Linked DNA regions of Mus musculus: regions 1, 2, 4 and 5 are each linked to region 3. Evidence: chromatin contacts called from public HiChIP or PLAC-seq and promoter capture Hi-C data. All regions are on one chromosome and are shown on one strand. Each heading gives the region's core, a stretch centred on a gene start, on an enhancer-like site or on the middle of the called end of the contact. The rest is flanking DNA. Distances are from core to core; before and after follow the strand shown. Region 1 holds the start of Ninj1 (ninjurin 1). Region 2 holds the start of Card19 (caspase recruitment domain family, member 19). Region 3 holds the start of Zfp169 (zinc finger protein 169). Region 4 holds the start of Wnk2 (WNK lysine deficient protein kinase 2). Region 5 holds the start of Ippk (inositol 1,3,4,5,6-pentakisphosphate 2-kinase).

Evidence for each region. Promoter capture Hi-C pulls out the DNA fragments that hold promoters and counts their contacts. HiChIP or PLAC-seq counts read pairs in DNA pulled down with a chosen protein or histone mark.
Region 1: a contact with region 3 is called in a promoter capture Hi-C map of pre-B cells, with 4 times the contacts expected there. The contact joins the promoter of Ninj1 here to the promoter of Zfp169 in region 3. A contact is called at or near these places in 15 of 39 promoter capture datasets (the 3T3-L1 cell line, 3T3-L1-derived adipocytes, the C10 cell line and 10 more), 1 of 15 datasets of contacts at CTCF or cohesin (embryonic stem cells), 12 of 484 Hi-C or Micro-C datasets (the Ba/F3 cell line, the N1E-115 cell line, cardiomyocytes and 8 more), 2 of 115 datasets of contacts at active chromatin or transcription factors (embryonic stem cells and memory CD8 T cells) and 1 of 9 other capture datasets (liver).
Region 2: a contact with region 3 is called in an H3K27ac HiChIP or PLAC-seq map of double positive thymocytes, with 6 times the contacts expected there. The contact joins the promoter of Card19 here to the promoter of Zfp169 in region 3. A contact is called at or near these places in 7 of 39 promoter capture datasets (the 3T3-L1 cell line, cranial neural crest, frontonasal cranial neural crest and 4 more), 1 of 484 Hi-C or Micro-C datasets (cerebellum) and 2 of 115 datasets of contacts at active chromatin or transcription factors (craniofacial prominence and double positive thymocytes).
Region 4: a contact with region 3 is called in a promoter capture Hi-C map of the HPC-7 cell line, with 6 times the contacts expected there. The contact joins the promoter of Wnk2 here to the promoter of Zfp169 in region 3. A contact is called at or near these places in 16 of 39 promoter capture datasets (the 3T3-L1 cell line, 3T3-L1-derived adipocytes, the HPC-7 cell line and 9 more), 1 of 15 datasets of contacts at CTCF or cohesin (embryonic stem cells), 7 of 484 Hi-C or Micro-C datasets (the C2C12 cell line, cerebral cortex, cranial neural crest and 2 more), 1 of 115 datasets of contacts at active chromatin or transcription factors (embryonic stem cells) and 1 of 9 other capture datasets (adipose tissue).
Region 5: a promoter capture Hi-C map of pre-B cells shows a contact between it and region 3, with 4 times the contacts expected there. The contact joins the promoter of Ippk here to the promoter of Zfp169 in region 3. A contact is called at or near these places in 3 of 39 promoter capture datasets (the C10 cell line, liver and pre-B cells), 2 of 484 Hi-C or Micro-C datasets (CD4 T cells and liver), 1 of 115 datasets of contacts at active chromatin or transcription factors (bone marrow-derived macrophages) and 2 of 9 other capture datasets (adipose tissue and liver).

Annotation. Positions count from the first base shown.
Region 1 is chr13:49,186,149-49,188,848 of GRCm38.p6, reverse strand. It overlaps Ninj1 (ninjurin 1), which reads right to left and starts at 1,320. Exons shown (of 4, transcript NM_013610.3): 1 at 1,212-1,320. The coding sequence starts at 1,286.
Region 2 is chr13:49,214,657-49,217,356 of GRCm38.p6, reverse strand. Card19 (caspase recruitment domain family, member 19) reads left to right here and starts at 1,331. Exons shown (of 6, transcript NM_026738.2): 1 at 1,331-1,420. The coding sequence starts at 1,414.
Region 3 is chr13:48,512,037-48,514,736 of GRCm38.p6, reverse strand. It overlaps Zfp169 (zinc finger protein 169), which reads left to right and starts at 1,301. Exons shown (of 5, transcript NM_026450.3): 1 at 1,301-1,442. A830005F24Rik (RIKEN cDNA A830005F24 gene) reads right to left here and starts at 1,167. Exons shown (of 2, transcript NR_165458.1): 1 at 1,108-1,167; 2 at 1-603.
Region 4 is chr13:49,147,077-49,149,776 of GRCm38.p6, reverse strand. Wnk2 (WNK lysine deficient protein kinase 2) reads left to right here and starts at 1,449. Exons shown (of 30, transcript NM_001290313.1): 1 at 1,449-2,015; 2 at 2,543-2,700. The coding sequence starts at 2,545.
Region 5 is chr13:49,419,960-49,422,659 of GRCm38.p6, reverse strand. Ippk (inositol 1,3,4,5,6-pentakisphosphate 2-kinase) reads right to left here and starts at 1,418. Exons shown (of 13, transcript NM_199056.4): 1 at 1,194-1,418. The coding sequence starts at 1,274.

The DNA.
Region 1 (2,700 bases), core at 71-2,570, 670 kb before region 3:
GCTGCTCAGAGACAGCCAGTTTCCCTTCAAATCCGCAGCTGAACCACGGGCCCACCTGTTCCTGATTTGCATCCCTTGTCCTTAAAGGCCTAGAGATCACTGGTTCTTTATTGTAGACCCACATACAAAAGGCCCAGACAGTTGATGGGCTCCCTAAAGGAACTCAGCCCGGGGTGTCCCTGGCCCACTGCTTCCGGAGTGTTCACACATTTTGGCAGAGCCCAAGTCTCAGCTGGCACACCTGAAGTAGTCCCAGGAGACGTTGGTGTTCCCTGTTTCCACTATATGGACCTGGGCAGAAAGTCTCTGTTCTGGTTTATTTTGCACCGCAAAGACTTGTGGAAAATCCCAGCCTGGTGCAATTCCCCACCCCACTCCACCCCATCCCTGGGGGGGGGGGTCGGAAATAGAAGGAATGTCCAAAGTCAACATGTCACCGAGGGACAGAGGGCCATGCGGGGTGGTACAAGTGAAGGCTCGGCCCTGGCATGCTCAGGCCCTGCCCCGGAGGTAGACTATGAGGTGAGGGGTCAGGAAAGATGGTCCCTCGACACAGGCATCCGACCATCGCTGTGGCCTTAGCAGGCTAGGCAGAGCAAACTCGAGGCAGGTCCTTACAGTCCTAGAACTAGCACCCTGACGATCGAGAGGGTGGCGTTCTGTTTTTCATAGGCAGGTGACAGCAGCAGAGACACAGCCACGGGTTTCCCCCTTATCACTGCTGCAGACGACCGTGTGGTCACCGTGTGGTGACGTAGCTGTCTGCCTGATGCTAGCTTCCAACCAGGAGGCGGTGACTCTTCTCCCGCCCACCCCAAGGCACGCAGGAGACAGCCCGGAGGCGTTGGAAGTTGGAGGATGGTGTGGGAGGCAGGAGAGTCCCGGAGAGCGGAATGCCAGCCTTCTCCACCCGAGGAGTGGTGCCAGCCAGACGCGGGCTCTGCACAGCGGGGCGACGGCAGCAAGCTAGACCGCCCGGCGCCTCTGCCTACCTGCTGTGCTGGCCCCAGACCCGTGGGCCACCACTTGCGCTAGAGACAGGTCAAGCACGACTTTGCCCGGAAGCAGCGGCCACCACCACCCCCCGCAGTGCGGACGCCGCGCGAAACCGGGCCAGACGCCCACAGGTGCCCGCTGACGTGCCGGGCCCAGAGAGGGCGGCGCCGGCCAAGGTCACACAGCAGCCGGGGCAGGAGGTGCTGAGAGCTTACCAAGGCGTCGGGGGAACCGGGGGAGCCCGGGCGCAGGTCGCCGTTGAGCTCATACTCCTCAGTGCCCGACTCCATGGTGCGGCCGCCCGGGCCGCCCAGCACACGGCCTGAGCGCACCCGCGCCTCCGCCACGGGCTACGGCTGTGCGCCCGCCCCCGGCCCGCCCCCGGCCCGCCCCCGACACGCCCCCCGCGCGCGGCCGCCCCCGGACTCCGCCTCCACCCGGGGCGGGCCGGGGCCTAGACGCCAGCTGCTGGAATCGCGCCTGAGCAGGATAGCACTTCTCCAGCGGCCTTGATGTCCCCAATTCTCAGGCTCCTTCACGATGGCTAGGGCAAGCAGCCCAGCGCCTGTCCTCGCGATGACATCGGGGGTCCCCAGGGACCCTGTCTCAAAGTTGTTGATCAAACGGGCCCCCCTCTGAACTTTGAACATAAGCACTTGATCTGTTTAAAAGTGAGGCCAAGGGCGAGGCACATGCTGCCCCGTGCTGAGGTTTTTTCCTTGGGGAGGACACGCCCTGAGGCTGTAAGTCCCTTCAGGGTAACTCAACACAGGAAAAGGGTGTCAACGGTTACTCCAGGTTTCCACTTTAGAGCCCTCAGCTGTTCTGCCTGGAGAATAGAACATATGAGGGAGAGCCTCTTGCTCTGGGTCTAGCTTGCAGCCAGCACCCCACTGTGCAGAGCCTGCGTGTGGCTGGCACTGGTGGAGAAGGCTGGCATTCCGCTCTCCGGGACTCTCCTGCCTCCCACACCACCCTCCAAGAGAGACCAGGGACCAGAGGGAAGCACAACAGCTTTAGTGTCCAGAAGAAGCTGACATCATAGCCCTGACATCTATACTCCAAGGGTATGACGTGTTGGTTGGCTACTGCAGTTCGTGGCCCAATGGACCTTTGTGCCCCAGTACCATGTCTTTTCCTGGCCTAGGAAGCTAGATGGAGTGTGATGGGGTGCTGTCGTCCGAGGAGACACACTAGATGCAGGAGTAAAAGCCAGTTGCTGTGCCTTCTTCCTTCCCACCCTGGCCTCACTCTCAGGCCCCATGCTTTGCCTGGCCTCAGGGGTGCCACACTCCTCTCCTGGTATCTCCTAGAGTCTCAGAAGGAATAAGGACGATGAGACTCTTAGGGAGATTACAAGCTGGGGCTCAGAACTACCGTTCCTTGATGGAGTGGTTCACCTTCTCTTTATGACCCTTCTTGCCAGCTTGTGTCTTAGCATAAGGCTGGAGTTTGCTAAAGGCCAAGTGAACCTGCGGACCCTCTGTCCCCTGTCTCACATCCAGAAGGAAGAGGATTAGAAATAAGAAATGGAGCCAGCCTGGTGGTAGAGGTGGTGGCACAAGCCTTTAATCCCAGCACTTGGAGGCAGAGACAGGTGTATGTCTGAGTTCGAGGCCAGCCTGGTCTACAGAGCAAGTTCCAGAACAGCCAGAGCTACATAGAGAAACGCTGTCCCAAAAACAAAAAAGATACCTGGGCAGA
Region 2 (2,700 bases), core at 82-2,581, 700 kb before region 3:
GAGGACAGCTGCCTGCTGACTCTGCATTTGCCTGGCCGGTGGGGAACCTGAGCAAACCTCGCTTTCTGCAGTTTTTAGCAAGGGGCAGGAATGTATTGATCAATACCACTGGGTCCAAGAGTTTGGAGCTCTAAGTGACCTTGTAAGTCAATCTCCAGATTCCTTTCGAGCCTCTCACTCCCAAGATGAGAGGTTGCAGCACTGGGGAGGACAGAGACAGACACGGAGGGCTCAGGGACCCAGGGGGTTCCTGGACTGTCCGGGAAGTGCATCCAGACCTGGGGCCTCCATTCCTGGTCTTGGTCCTGGTCTGGTTCCAATATCTCAAGTTACAGCTCTAAAGTGTGCCAGACTAGCCGCACCAGCGGAGAAGCAAAATCTGGTGCCTGCTGCCATTGCTGGCTGTGAGGGTCCTGCCTCCCCGACCCTCGCAGATCTCCATTTCCTAGCTGGGCCTGGGCTTGGGGCCTTCCTGTGGTTGGTACCAGAGCTTGAAGAGCCAGGCCTATGTACAACAGAAGGGAAACAAGTTGGGAGGCAGAAAGATTTATCACCTGAGGCCACACATTTTACAGTTAGGAAAATTGAGGCTCGGTCAGACTACATGACTTCCTTAACTAGGCGGCAATGCCAGCCATTTGTCCTCTGTGTAAATGGGGGACTTGGTAGAACGAGGACCCACTAAGTTCTCTGTTAAGTCTCAATTCATCACTGTCCGGTCGAGGCCCTGTGGACTTCCGTTCGGTCCCTGGTTGCCAATGAACTCCCACCAGCCTTTTATGCCAGACTTGACCTCCTATGTGACCTTGGGTAATTCTCGTCTCTTTTAAGACTCGGTTTCTTCATCCAGGAGATGGGAGTGGGGTGGCCAGAGCGTAGCAGCAGAAAATTGAACTGAGAAGTTCACAATAACCTCCTAACCTCCGCAAAAAGCAGGCACAAGACCGGGAGGAGGGGCAGGGCATAGGCGAAGGGACGCCGACCCGGGTAGCTATTGGAGAGGCTGTGAATGGGGCGAGCCTTGAGCCGGGACGTGGCTTGAGTTCTCTGGTCCAGACAAGGACTTGGGTACTGAGTTTCTCCGCTAGGTCACTTATGCTAGCTGGAGCGGGACTCCCGGCGTCGCTACAGGAGAAGCTCCTCAGGGGCCGAGCTCTCTGCTGCGCGTAGTATAGAGTTAGGGAAGTTGTTTAGAGCCCGAGCCGCCCCACGGCTGACGCGTCTCCAGTGCGAAGTACAGAAAGGGGCGTGGCTAATCGGAGGGAGGGGCTTGGGGGCTAAGATGTCGTCGCTGGGCGGGACCTATAGGGAAGAGGCGGGGCTTAGGGCCAGGCCTGCGGGCGGCGGTCACCGGAGCCCTCGCGCCGGGCGGCGGACAGCCGAGGACGACGGGGCGGCGCCGTGTCCTCCGCCATGACAGGTGGGCGCGGGTCCAGGAGGGCGACGGGAGCCGTGTGACCTTGGCGTCAGCTGGCGCCGGCGACGCGGGCGTAAGAGGCGCGCGGCGGCGGGGTGTCCCGGGCTCTGCGCGACGGGCCGGGGGCGCCAGGGGTCTCGGGTGCTGAGTGGGGGGCCGTCGCGGGTCGAGGAGGAAGAGCAGCAGGTGAGCGCTCTCCCGGTGCACTGCACCGGCTGCGCCTGCGGAACGGGCGGTGTCCCGGGACGGGATGGATCTGAGAGAGGGAAATGGTGCTCCTCGCCAGTCTGCTGAGACTTTAGAGCGCCGCTTGCACACAACCCCCTTGGAGGCGGGACCGGCGCTGCAAACCTGGGTAGCTTGTAGTACCAGGGAGACGCCCGTGTTTCCCGCTCTAGATGGGTCTAGAGAATTCGGACCCAACAACTGGATCCCTCTTCTCCAGGATGGCTTGGTTGCCCCAGCCCAACCCTTTTGCTCTGGGGACTCACCCACTTTATTCCTGATCCCAGAGGGACACAGTGACATTGCTGTGCTAAGTTCTCTCGGTAAAAGATCCGATGAGAGGATGAGTCAGCGAGGGACCCCTGCTGCCTTAGAGCCTAGGGAACGTGATAGCTACCAGATGCACTTTTTTTCTGGGAGTCTCTTGTACTTCATATGGCAGAGTTCACCTGGGATAGCCCAGAGAGATGAGGTAACCCCAGAAATCCCAGGGGTCTCTAAACTGGAGTCAGCGTTGGGCATGCACAAAAATAAGACCTCATAGGTTGCAACCTGGTGACTTCTAGAACAGGTTAGAGGAGACCCCATCTTCCAGGCCCTTCTTGTTTGGAGCTGCAATTTCTGAGCATTATGTGTAGAGCCCCTAATATACACTCTTGTTCAGAATAGCCATTTGGGGGCAGAAGGAATATTCTCATGTCTGTGTAGGAATGGGAAGATAAAATCTCAGGTTGGGTAAGTGCCCCCAGACCACCCTGCTGGTCAGTGGTAGGAGCAGAATGGGAGCCTTGGCCTCAGCCTCTGGTTTCCCAGATCCTCTAGTAAGTTCATCAGGATGTGTGGGACAGATCTCGCCTGTGCTGGCCTCCAAGGGCCCATTGTAGAGACAGGATACCCATGGAAAATGAGACATCCCACCTCCAGGAGAACAGGTAGTTGTGGGGGTGGAGAACTTTTAGCTGGAAGGACACAGGCAGGCCTTGATTGTGGCAATAATACGCTTTCCTCTCTGCAGTCTACTTGCTGGCGCTTTGACACTTCTAAGCATCCCACCTTTT
Region 3 (2,700 bases), core at 52-2,551:
AAAATGAAGTTACTTGTAAACAATTTGATCTTTTCTAGGCTTAGTTTTGCATTTTCCTAGGTGAAACAAGAAAGGCTCGGGGGCCCCATCTTGTCTTCCTATCAAGATGAAACCATTTCCAGGTATTATGTACAACTCTGAAGGCTTTATGGCCTCATAGGAAGAGGTGTTGTTCCTCACCCCCTTTATTCCCACTGACATTTTTCCCGGGACTTTTCCCTGGGATGGCACAGCTGTGTGTCGCGTGCTGTCAGTGTTCGGTGAACGCCCGAGGAAGGAGCCACTGAACCTCTGTGGATTTCTCTGGTCCTTCGTACTGTCCTTTGAACTGAAGCTGCCTTGGTTTCCCCAGGGCCCCGGCTTCGTCTCAGGTTGACCTCCAGGTCTTGCTCGGGTCTCCCTTCTCTGTTCTGTGCCAGAACGGTTTCTCACCAGGGGAGTTCGCTGCTCACTTCGTTTATTGTCCACATCACTGATATTCCTCCATTGTTTCTGTGTGCAGTGCTTCCCCATCGGTTTCTTAGTCCATGTTGTCCTTTTAAAGCTTGTTTTATGTGGAAGACTGAATCTGGTCCCTGTTGACTTCTGCTGTTTGCCACCTCACTTTAAGAAGCAAATGGGAAATAATTTGAAAATACTGCTCACGTCAAATACTAGAAATACAATTGAAAATTCAAATTCAATTAAATTGAGTTCCGCTCAAATTCCTAGTCTTTTCGCAAAGATTTTTGTCTTTCTGTTACAACCAAGAAGTGTTTTTTTGTATGAGCAAAATAGTTTAAAACATTACACTATGAATATCTTCAAACTTAGTTTGCCCTTGTCTTTTTGTAATCATTTTTTAAAAAAAGTATTATTTTCAAGAAACAACACCCACAGTATCCACACATGCTGCAGTTTAAAACACACGACTCACAGGCACGTAAAAAAGAAAAAAAACAAAACAAACAAACAAACAAAAAACCAACCAAGATTGAATTGGCAGGAGGAAGGCATCTAGATAGCACATCTTTTTTAAAAGAATTGATTAATGAGCTTCCTTAGAAGTACGCAAAGATTACTTCGGTTTGGCTTTTCTGCTTTTTTTCTGTTTCTCTAAGATCTTACCCTGTTGTCTTGCAGTCAATGAAAGAGTCCGGCAGTGCTAGGGAGCCCCTCCTATAGTCTGAAGCTTCGGGTTGCAGCCAAGTCAGCATGGGGTGTCCTGCAGTACGCGGCATTCTGGGTATTGTAGTTCCCCCATCTCTAGCGCTGCGTGGGTAGTGAAGTGCGCGCGCGTCACCCCGGTCGGTGTACTTCCGCATCCTGCAGTCGTCACCTGTGCCTGTGGACGATTCTACTGCGGTTCTGGTGAGCGAAAGTGCAGACGTCCTCGGCTCTTGCAGATCCCTCCAGGCGGGGAAGAGTCCGGAGAGCTGGCGTGGGCCACCCACAAGGTTCAGGTGTCTGCCGCTGCTCCATCCTCGATGCGTGGAGTCTTTGGGAGTGGAATCAGCTTCTCTGCCCATCCCGGAGGAGGGTCTCGGTGAAGACCCTGGGATGGGGAGGGGGCCATGTGAGAACGGGGTTAGGGGTCCACTATCTTGTCCTAAACAAGCTACAGGTCAGTCTGGCCTGCTTCCCAGGCTATGACGCTGTAGGTGTGTCCCCTGTGTTAGTGCCAGGTCAGGGAGATTGGACCTGGGGCATCTAGATGTCACCTTTCCACCCCCGCTCTCTGTTGAGGTTTGTGAGGGATCAGAGCCATCCTCCACAGGAACAAATGTCTGAATTGGTGAGGACAGAAGTCTTGGGGAGCTGCACTCATCATGAATTTGGAAATACAGCTTGGTCGCTTGCCTTGCGGGGAAAACATACAGAATTGCCTGGCTGAATGCAACGGCAAAGACCAAGAGACTAGAGCTAGTCTTGAAGTTTGGAGTCTTGGTGTGTGACAAGGCTTGTGTGTGTGGTGTGTATGTGTGTGCGCGTGCGTGCCTGTGTGTATATGTGTGTAGGGGGGAGTGGGGGTGGCCTTTTTACACATTGTGGGCTAATGACCTTGTGTGGCTCCCTTGAGCTCTGGGATCTTCCAAGAGCCTGGAGTGATGTAATGGGAAGAGACATTTCCCCCATGACCCAGGGCTTGTTGGCTCCCTGAATTTCTGGCGGTGTAGCCTGGTTTCTCCTTTTCTCTTTAGTTCTCTGATCTATATATACAACTCATTTTGATTATATTCACCACTGAAAATTCTGTCCCCAGTCCACCTATCTTTGTGACCTATCTTTCTTTTTTGTTTCAAAACCCTTTAAGACTAACTTATGCTGAATTCAATATTCTTGAATATTTCATTGGATTGTTATTGGCTTACCTCGGGCTATATACTCTTAGAGAAACCCTTCTCCTCCTCTCCCAGCAGCTAGTAATTGCCGTAGCTTGGTACTAGGTATTTGGTGCCGAACTCTTGTCTCTGTGCTGAGATTTGTTCTGGTTTGGGCTTGCACGGGTCTTGTGCATGGTGTTGTAACTGCAGTGAGCTTGTATGTACAGTTGCCCTATTGTCTGTACTGGCTGGTTTTGTGTGTCAACTTGACACAGGCTGGAGTTATCACAGAGAAAGACGCTTCAGTTGGGAAGTGCCTTCATGAGATCCAGCTGTGGGGCATTTTTTTGGTTGATGATCAAGGGGGGAGGGCCTATTGTGGGTGGTGCCATCTCTG
Region 4 (2,700 bases), core at 200-2,699, 630 kb before region 3:
AGTCAGACTAGCATGCTGAGACTCTTCTGTCATGATTTCTCTTACACAGGCCCTGCCTATTATAGCTTCCATATACGTGCCAGGACCCAGAGGGCCTTTGCTGGATAAACCCTGTCCAAGAGAAATTACATTCTACAGGCTCAGGTTAGGAGAGGCAATACTGGGTGGGGTCTTTAGCCTCCTTAGTGAAGTTGTAATGGTCCTCACCCACATTCTGCCCCAGCTTGGGAGGTGCAGCTTGGATCCCCATCTCCAGAGACACTCAGACCCACAGAGCTGGCACCTGCGCTCTGCTTCTGGTTGAGTGGGCTTTACGTTCATGCCTGACTCCCAAGGTAGATGAGAAATGAGATAATATAAATTAACAGGCATCTGGCAAATGCCCAGTCCAGTGACAAGTACACAATTTAACCCCTGGGTCTCTGGGGTATATGTTGGAGTCCTAACTTCATGGCTCTCAGTTTTCATAACGTAAGTAGTCCCAGCATTCCCCCTTTAAGGAGACAGTGTGCTACCACCCAACTCAGCTAGGAAGTGACTTGAACATCAGCCTTTTAAAGTTACTTTTGACTGGTATCAGCATCCACTGACAGCCCCTAGCAGGGCCAGGGAAACCCTGTCACTGGGTAACAGCTCTGTCTGCATTTGCTTCCCTTTAATCGTGAAGGATGTGTTGCCTCTGTTGGCTTTTCTGTCTTATGAGTTGCTGGTGTCAAAGGCTCTAAGGCCAGCAGCCGCTGGCCATCGGTTCACATTTGTAACTTGCATCTTTGACAGGGTGCCATACCATCAGGATGAGCAAAGAGATCAGAACATGCTGGTAACTTCCTTTGCGCTGTTTTCTTCAGGTGAAGTGACCCCAATGATGTGCATCACAACTGGTGAGCCCAGGTGCAGGTGCCTGGCATGGGCTCAGAAATCAGGTCAGTCTTCTGTGACCCTTGCAGTCAGGTTCAGAGATGCCCGGGGCAAGGGCTTGTCTGGGGTAATTGAGTAGCTCAGGGGGTGGAGAGAGAAGCTCCTGAGGGGGTTGAGGGTGGGGAAAGATGGCAATCAATATGGTAAGTCAAGGGGTTTCTGGAAACCTTTTCCAGTTTCCATCTTGGGACCTCTGAGATTTAGGACAGAGAAATCCTTTCTATTTTTTTTTTTCATTTATTTTTGAGACGGTTCCTGGTTCCTTTATTGCCACGTGACCCAACTCCTGGATCAAGTATCCTCTGCCCCCCACAGCCCTCCCCCACCGGTGTTGGGATTATAGGCTTGGGCCACCACGCTACTGATCAGGGCAAAAGGACATCTGTCTTTGAGATCTGGATTTGCTTAATGGAAAAGAGGGACACAGCGCTTACTGGTACCAACGTCCGTGGATGATAGTGAGGTTTTCCCATATCCTGGCAGTACAGAAAGGCCCAGAAGACACTCCAATTTTGCAACCATACTTGGGCACCTAGGATATCCTGAGGTTGTCTGTTTTGTCTTGGCATAGGTTCCAGGATTTGGCTCTCTGGCTAAGTCACGTTGTCTGTGGCCTGCCACCTCCGGGGAAAATAGAGCCCCTCAAGGCCCCACAGTTCAGCGGACCACTTCCAAAGAGCTTCAGGGCCAGGCGCCGGCCTGGAACCCTTGCCGCAGGTGGAGGCCATGGGGAGCATCCCGCAGGTGGCGGCGCTCAGCCGCAGCCAGGTGGGCGTGTCAGGCCCCGCCCCGCGCTCCGGTCTTGGGGAGGGTGGGACGAACGGAAGCCCCGCCCTCCCCGCGCGCTAGTTCGGAGCCGGTGCGGGAGCGGAGGCGCGCGGAGCCGGCAGGAGCACGCGGGAGCGCGGCCCCGCAGCGGCCCGGCCCGAGGGAGCAGCATCGTAGGAGCAGAACGGCCTGGCGACCCCCGCTGCAGCCAGGACCCCGCCCCAGCGCGACGCGGCCCCGAGAGAGGACTCTGGCCCCGGAGCGCGGCCTCGCCCTCCTCGCTCGCCCGGGTCCCCGGGCTGCGGGCATGGACAGCGCCCGCTCGCCCTGTGAGTATCGAGCTCTCCCGTTCGCCGCCTTTGTGTGCGCGCCGCGCCGCCGCAGCCCCCTCCCCGCGCGCCCCGGGCCCGCGTCCTTTGTGGAGCCTGCTCCTGTCCGGTGCTTCCCTTTACCCCGGCCTCCCTGTCCCTTCCCCACCCGCTCGCGGGATAGCCTAGCGGGGTCGCTCCAGTACTGGCCTTGACCCCTTTCTCCAGCCTCCCGAGCCCTTCTGTAGCTCCTTTGAGCCCTCAGGGACACCTAGCAGGTCGTCCCTCCTGGAGTCCCTGGGACAGCTAGAGACAGGCCGTGTTCCCGGCTCGGAGCTGAGTGAAGCAGGGCATCCCCTTGCAATCCTCGCCTCGGGGTCCGGTCTGCAGCCCTCTCCCCGGAGCCCGCAGAGGACCGCCCGGCAGGTCACTTCTGCGGTGGGGCTGGGCAGGGCGCGGGCCCAGAGGCGGCGCTGTCTCATCCCGCGGCCCAGGCAGGTGCGGCGGGGCTGGCGCTCACGCAGGGTCCGTGTGTCCTTGGCCCGCAGAGATGGACGGCGATGGCGGCCGCCGAGACGCCCCCGGCGCGCTGATGGAAGCCGGGCGCGGCACGGGGTCGGCGGGCATGGCGGAGCCGCGGGCGAGGGCGGCGCGGCTCGGGCCCCAGCGCTTCCTGCGGCGCAGCGTGGTGGAGTCGGACCAGGAG
Region 5 (2,700 bases), core at 169-2,668, 910 kb before region 3:
CAGGGGACTTTAGAAGAGCTTTTCAACTCAGTGACTGATGCTCGATCAGAAAGAGTGAGCATGCCTGGGGAGGCTAGGTAAAAGCCTCCCTCTCTCCAGGACTGGATGAGACAGGCCTGGGAAGCTGAGCAGAGAAACAAAGCTCACCTGCTCTCAAAGGAGAAGGGGGACTACAGACATGCCCAGGACCGAAGGGAGCAGAGTTTCTCCACCCCACTTACATTAGCACTCCTTGGTCACAAAAGGCCTTAAAACACTTCCAAGAGGGGCCTTCTCCTCTTCAGTCTACATTCTGAACAAATACACCAGGAGGTCAGAGGTGCCAACTAGACACAAGACCCAAGCTCTAGGCTGCTCAACACTCAGTACAGCTCCATACAATCTGAACTTCAGAGAGACAAAAGTACATCCTATTCCTCTCTTCACTTTCCTAATGCAGCCTACTGCTTCTCAGTGGTGGAGGTGTGAATCACCCCAGCTCCCTGAGTTATTAACCTTCTCACATGACACCTCCCCGCCTTCTACTCCCCCAGCCCACCACATTCCTGCTAGCTTGTAATCAGGCAGCAAAATGTCAGAGAAATCTGGGGCTGCACACAGATCCATCCATATGCTTCTCTTCCTTTAAATTCGCCTCCTTGGAAAGGACTACATCTTCTGAAACCGCCTTTCAAGTTGAACGAAGGAGAAACCATTTAAAGTATATGATCGGGACGCGAACCTGTGGCAGCGCCCCGTTCCTGACAGCGCAGCAGCAAGGCAGAACACCAGCTCTGTGGTTTCTCGAGGCTGAACTCCACTCGGTGGGCTGACAGCACTCTGGGAACTTTCCCCTGTGCTGCCCAGGCCCTGGTCCAGGCTCAGCCTCTGGCCCACCGTTGCCTGACAGTAAGACGAGCATCCCGGGGGAGGCTGCACGGTGTGAGGCCACGCGGCACGCACAGCGCATGAGGAAAGAGTACTGACGGGACAGAGAGAACCGAGAAGGGACACTAGGAGGAAAGGGGAGCCAACGGAGCTAGGGGTGCCGGGGATGAGTATGGAGCAGAGGAGGGTACTGTGGGGGTGCCAGGGAACCACCCGGGCGGAAGCTGGAGGAAGAGTCACGACCTGGGTACCTGGACGGTACCAGGCACAGAGCTTCGGGAGCCGTCGGGTGAGGCCCGGAGCCGGGCTGCCCGCCAGCCGCTCACCTGCGCGTGGGCCACCACAAGGCTCTTGTTGCCTTCGCCATGGTAACTCCATTCATTCTCGTCCATTTTCCCCTCTTCCATGCCCCGGCGCCCTGGAACTTCGCGGGCCGGGACGTGGGGACGAGAGCTGGAGGCCGCCCGCCTCGCAGGGCTCCCGCCGCAGCCGTCTGAAGAAAAGCGCCTGTCAGCTGCCGCCTGCGCTCTCAGCGGCGGCGACTTGCAGGCAAGGAGCGCCGGAAGCCACGCCCCCGGCGGCCGCCATTCCCAGAACGGTCAACTTCCGGGTCCCGCCCACCTTACCCTCGACGTCCAGGGTGGTAGGTGGAGTGGAAGCCATATTATGTGCTGGCAGAGTGACTCACTTCCGAAACGCGGACCTGGGAACCGGAAGGGAGGTTTCCGGATCTGCTCCCGGACCTTGAGGCCGGCGGCTTCCTGGCGCCCCGAGTCCGAGGCGCTCACCCTCGCACTGTCCTAGGGCCACGGCTGGATCTTCGTGGGGCTGCAGTAAGGCGCCGGGCGACTCTGAGCCTCCGCTTACATCTGTAGAATGGGATGCACCTTCAATGGCCTTGCTCCGGCCAAGAGAGCCATTAGGTGGTGTTCACACTACTCCGGGAAACGTGGCGAGGAAACCTCACCGTGGAGCCTTTGCCCCAAGACATCCAGAAATGCAGATGAGGCAATAGACTCTCCCACCCCATCCCAGCAGAAAGCAATGACCTCAGTTTATCCTTTAATGCGGGGAAGATTGGCCCTGCCTGGTAGAGCTGCCTAAAGAATTATATGCGGTCCTTGTGCTCTTAAAAATGATTTGGGGCTGGACATGGTGATGCTCTCAGCATTCTGGATGTGGAAGCAAGAGATTTCTAGGAGTTCGAGACCGGCCAGGGTTACTTAGTGAGATCCTGTCTCAAACATAATTTTCATATTTGTGTTAAATTGTTTGGCCACAGCACTGAATATTGCTGTAACTGGTGTATGTGAAGAAAATCCAGCTTAATGCAGGCAGATAGTATGGGTTTTTTTGTGTTAATTTTTCCAAGGAAGACTGGGAAAAAAACAAAAAAACCTGTTCATTCTAAATAGGACACCAACAACAGACTGAAAGATCCTAATAGAATGTAAAAGGTCACAGAAGCCCTCAAATTGGCAAAATAGATTTCATTGTTAGTAAAAGTAGCTTCACTGATTTAGAAAAATAGAGGTGCACAATGCTCTGGCCGCGCCTTGAACCCGTGTGTCTGCCAATGTTCTGACCGTTCCTTAAACCCAGGTGTGTGCCCACTGCTGCACCTCACTGCGAGGTGTTTGTGATATTGGTTGCTGGGATAGAATCGAAAAATCTCCCCAGTAACCACAGCCGGGCCAATCCAGAGTTGCTCCACCTGCACCAGACTCTTTCCTTGTACCCCTCCCATACCCATTTCTTAAGAATAGACATTGTTTAGATCTGGAAATCCCCTACTCCCCCCTTCTCCTCCCCCCCCCCCCCCGTGAGGGCCTA